2 separate regions of the Bombyx mori genome follow, and region 1 is linked to region 2. Evidence: chromatin contacts called from public Hi-C data. All regions are on one chromosome and are shown on one strand. The core of a region is the stretch at or near the end of the contact, and the rest is flanking DNA. Distances in the headings are between cores, read along the strand shown. Region 1 overlaps LOC101740085 (max-binding protein MNT). Region 2 holds the start of LOC101740085 (max-binding protein MNT).

Evidence for each region. Hi-C and Micro-C count contacts between places; a contact is called where the count stands out from the background.
Region 1: a contact with region 2 is called in a Hi-C map of midgut, with 1.9 times the contacts expected there. The contact joins the enhancer-like site here to the promoter of LOC101740085 in region 2. A contact is called at or near these places in 3 of 7 Hi-C or Micro-C datasets (midgut and whole pupa).

Annotation. Positions count from the first base shown.
Region 1 is chr16:12,310,034-12,312,733 of ASM3026992v2, reverse strand. LOC101740085 (max-binding protein MNT) reads right to left here. Exons shown (of 12, transcript XM_038016501.1): 2 at 1,241-1,451. Among protein-coding and RNA genes, the nearest start is that of LOC134200360, 4.0 kb to the right of the region's middle. Within about 2 kb of position 1,378, at least 8 of the 8 cell types and tissues checked have open chromatin away from gene starts, as enhancers often do.
Region 2 is chr16:12,276,244-12,278,954 of ASM3026992v2, reverse strand. It overlaps LOC101740085 (max-binding protein MNT), which reads right to left and starts at 1,428. Exons shown (of 12, transcript XM_038016501.1): 1 at 1,276-1,428. The coding sequence starts at 1,345.

The DNA of each region.
Region 1 (2,700 bases), core at 129-2,628, 34 kb before region 2:
CAAACAGATCGTCTTTGCGGATTAAAAGTGCACAATTTCCAAAAATATTCGAAATTGAGTTAATCTGCGGAATGATTTGGTATCACCGGTATTTTTCTCATAAATACTGTCAAAAGAGCGTAGTTTAGTTTTAATTATTTTTTTTTGTCTTCCTATGTTTTAAATACTATTAACAATAATTTATCTTACTTTAAAAGACAGATAATGTAACTGGTAAAAACAAAAAAATAATTGTTGCAAAGATGATTAATATTAAAAATATAATAATAATATGTTAAACTTTTAAAACACTCTCTTGTAGTTTAGTAAGTTTTGAGATTATACAGTTTTAGTGCGAGAAGACGATATGTTCCTGCTACTTACTACACACTCGCTCTTCCTTACATCGACGTTACCTATAAAATACAACTTGCTATCGAGCTGCTAATATCTATTTTAATAGTTTACACAAAAAACAACTTTTATAATATCGAATGTGGAATAAGACGAAACAATATCTCGAGTTAAGACTCACTTTTAAAAAGAAATCGCTTTGGTTCGTGCGTAGGTAGTTAAAAGTCTCAGTTTCTGGAACCTGATTTTCTTAATCGATTAATTTAGTGTTATTTTTATACTGAAGTGGCATCTATATTAGTTTAGAAGTCTACTTTGAAGAGGTAATCACGACATGATTCGCGCCAATATCTACTATTTAATTATGAGTTAATACTCTAAATCATTTTAATGTAAATCACTTGTATGTTGGATTAATTTTAACATCGTTAGCCCATTATCGATTTCACGATTCCGTCTCTGAGATTAAAGTCATGTTTCATTCTATAATATCTATTACAACAATGGAGATACAACTTGACCTCTTTGCAGTATCAGGCAGCATACAAAATCAGAGGTCGTGTAATATACGTGGACCGGTTGGCTGGTTATCAAACGACTAATATTTGAGCATTCAAGGTTAATTTGAATAAATTTTAATGCGATTTGAATGTTTTCAAACTATGTACCATACAGCGATAGGCATCGGATCGGGTGGGCTGCAAACTCGTCTGCCTACCAGGGCAGTAAAAAAAAACTTCTATGGCCGATGTTAGTAATGTACAGTATCTTTATTTTATATATTTTTAAATTTAATTTGATTGAAATCGAAAAATCTGTGTGTATCGTTTTATGACAGAACATTAAAAACAACAACGGATGCGAATCTCCAGCTGTTTTAGACAGCGCTGTTACTAGGAACACATACCCATGACTGGTGTTGCTCGTCGTACGCGGCCTGGAATGTTCTTGTGCGAAGTCGATGAGGGGTGCGGGGTGGGGGGCTGGCGCGGACACCAGCTCGAGGGCGGGCGCGGGGGGTACCGGTGACGGCGGTTTCACATTCACGATGCCGTTGCACGCCGTCACCGGCATCACCGTCGCTGAGCGCACTATCACAGGCGACTTCGGTTCCTCTTCTGTAAATAAAACTTCACGTTATTCCACTTTTATATTAACTAAGAGACAAAATCGTCCTGATGAAGCTGAAAAAAGCCACTGACTAATTGAAAAACAGTACCTAAGTAATCTAGTTTCAGATTTTCTGAAAATTCTGAAATATTTTATCGGACACTCACTCGGTCCGGTCAGTCGGTACTTGTCAAACCCATGTCAAACACGTCGTCGGCTGCAATACGTGGCGGTAAAGTACCAGGATCGCATAGAGGGCAAGAGGTTGCGTGAATGGCCGAATGAAACAGATGTATCAGTCAGAGTGAGATAGTACAAACGAACACGATATGACCTCGTTAAACGTTATACGATAACGTGCTGTATTTCTTTTACTTAGAGGTTATTATTGCCTGAACTAGACAAAATCAGTCACGCTGCAATGAAGAGTGAGACGGACTATATTAGCGCATTGTAGCGACAGAGAGGAATAGAAAGGCGTGGTCAGGCGTTACGGTTACGTCAGTACATGTGGCCTACACGCGCGCGTGCCAACCGTTTGTTTGTAGTTGGCACGCCAAAAATCAGCTGCTCGACGGAGTAGCACAAATAACAAGTAGCGGGACTCGGAGCCAGTGCCGGCGGAACAGACGCCCCGAATCGTGGCTGAGCATTAGATACAACGTGACCATGTTATCTGGCATGTCTTGTTTACAATCACTTACGGACAATATACGCGTCATTGTTTTAAGAAGGTCAATGTTTTATCTGACATCGTTCGAAACAGACGAATCGAAGTCGTGGAGCGTCGGAACAAAAACCGATAACATGATAGATTTTTAGGCGAGAGTTTTCGTCATAGAGTTACTATTCTAACTGGAGTGCTTACTTCGTTTGACATAAAAACTAAAAATATACTTTATGTCTATGGCTTAAAGTTTATTTTTAAATAGCAAAAGATGTAAGGAAAAACGGTCTGAAAAGAGAATGATTATTAAGTGGTGGTGTCCCTCTCGCACATTTTACAAACAAAAAGCAGTGTTGCTAGCTTAGCGGATTTTCCATAAAATCTCGGAATTTGGACCCCCGTCTTAGTTATCAAAAATGGCTTTTAGTGGTTAGTGGATTTTTTAGTAGCTTGGGCGTTGTTGAAAATTATCGAAAAGGTTAAAATCAATCCACTTTACAGGATTTTAAACATTTTATGACAATAATATATCTAAATACATATTATTTAAACGATGTGACTTAAACTTAACTAGAAAATGTTGCGAGAAT
Region 2 (2,711 bases), core at 179-2,678:
CGACTCTTGAATAGGTTTTTAATGATTTCGTTTAAATAATCTTTTATTAGCTTGCTTCAATTGGTTGGTTGTAATCTTAATGAATTGTCAAGTATATTTCCGACGAAGAGAAAATCGTGTAGGTAACGATTGAAAAAGTTATTTGTGTGCGTTGTACAAGAATGAATGTGCAATGTATTATTTGGTTTTAACCACAAAATAATTTCCAAGCTGAAGATTTAAAGTCGTTTTAGACTAGCAAAATTTCATATTCTTAATTTTTAAAATATAGCTGTCAATTTATTCCCTGTTATTTCTTTAACAAGAATCTTCTTAGAGCGGTAATTAAGATTGAAATCATCTGAGTTCAGCGGATCTTGTTTCTGTTAAAATGTACTTACTACTTAAATTATTAAACATTCAAAAGGGCAATCAATTTTGTTTCATCGTGCGACCCTTTTTTTCTTTGCTACACTCTCGCTGCTTATTCGAAGGCGATTTCTATTTCATTGATTTTAGCGTCATGGTGGAATCGAGTTGAACATATAAACAAAATAGGAAAAAGTGCCCTGATCGTGTTATCGGTCATACATTTGTGTGAGGTGCTGCTTTGATAATGATGTGGCGTCACGGGCGGTCACAATGGCGTGTTGTAAATGGTACCGTTTATCGCGAGTTTCGATAATGCACACCGAGGCAACGAGTCCATCACGAACAATGGCCGGCGCGAGGCAGCACGCACCGTTACGCAACCCCGCCTTGTGCCAGTTTTTCCTCTAGTCAGTTTACATACAGATTCTAAAATTCGTATCGTCCTGAGGATGACAAGTTATTATGAACATCAAAATGCAGAGCGAGCCACCGGGCGTTGCGCGTGCACACGTCCCGCGCCCCCCGCTGCCGGCGTCCCCTCCCTGCGATCAGCTGACCGAACTCTCCAGCGCCCCCTGCTCGCCGCGCCGGTGCGTCACGACTCCACGTACACACCGCCGCCCACTCGCACCACCAGCAAGTGCCGAGCGATGAGCTCTCTTTCGCCGCTCGGACTCATAATATTAATTAGACCGCCAATTGATACGAAGTTCGACACAACGAGCCCTTATGAACCACGGCCAATTCTGCGTGTACGAATAGAGGTGAACGTGCGACGCGTGGCGTTCTGCGAGTGAATTTCAGGCTTTCTTTGTTTACGCGGGGTGAGGCGAGCCGGGAGCGCGCGGGGGACGCCGACCGCGTGCCACTCAAGGTCAAGAGCGTGGGGCGCGGCGCCACACGCAGCCGGCGCGGGCTACTCACCGGCCTGCAGGCGCCGCTCCTGGAGCTCGATGTACCGCGCCGCCTCGAGTAGCGTGTCGAGGAGGCTCATGTCGACCGCGGCAGGCGCGCGCGGTCCCGGCGCGCCCGCTGTCACGCCGCGACTGGCACGCGGGCCCGGTGCCGCTCACGTGGCCGCTGCCGCCGCCGGCCAATGGGTGTCGAGCGCGCCGGTCACGTGACGACGCCGGCCGACCAATAAACATCATCGTAGCGTTGACAAGGCGCGGGGCGTGCGCGATCGATGTCGTTGCAACCATCGTGAACTATCGCATGCATGCCCCCGCCCGTAAGCCGGTGACGCGGCACGTTCCACACTTGTTTATCTGTTATTTTTCCTGTGCTATGTATGTACGTGTCGCCAGTCGTTATTAATGCTAGCACGATGCGTTATTTTGGACGAAAACCTAAAGAGATTCGCAGCAAGTCAACGAAACCCCGCGTTTATCATATTGCGACGAGTCTGTATACGTGCGAGACTTCGACCGACTTTCACTTCCTCGATAGCCGCTCCACAACATCAAACAAGTTGCATGAGTAAGGTGAAGTGAAAATGTGTTATCGGCTTTTCATTATGCGTATTTCTAAACGCATTGTGTCAATGGTTGTAGACAGTAAGTAAAGTTATAAAAGATAAAATATCAATCATCAAGAACAAAGGGATGTGATATGATGTAATGTAATAGAATGAGTAAACTAAACAAATAAGGTGCTCACATACATACTTACTTATCTTCAAGTACTTTTTGTGTTTCCATGTGCCATCTTCAAAGAATGTTTAATTACAACTACAAATTATTTTAGTTAAAAGCTGCTTGACTAAAATATATTGTACCTATGAACAATTGAATGATAAAAATGCATTAAAATGCGATGGATGGCGATGGTATCAACTTCAAGGAAATTGTACAAATACCTAATTTAACTACCTATGTATTTAAAACCTTTCATTTTCCTGTAACTGATGATAGATAGTGTCACCTATATAAAGTAGCTATCGCTCAATGTAACTTCATAATTATAGTTGTTGAACATAATAGGTAGGTATGTATGTATGTAGATATTTAAATGTACCTAAGTATTTTATTTGATAATTGGCTATATCGATCCGCAATGTCCAGATGTAGTACCTATATTTTATACGCTTTATATGCCCGTAATACAAAATAACCATAATATAATGTAGATACAAATGTATTTACACTAAGTGTTGATAATAATTACTAAATGCACTCACTTTTTTATTATTTACGACGAATTCACGGCCGTCCTGGTGTTGTGGTAACCAACCAAATTACACCGTGCCGGAGCTCATAAACAAGAACTTAAACGCCGCAACCCACCTTGAGACATGAGGTCTAAATCTCTGTTTTATAGTTACAACGGCTGTCCCACCCTTCAAACCGAAACGCATTACT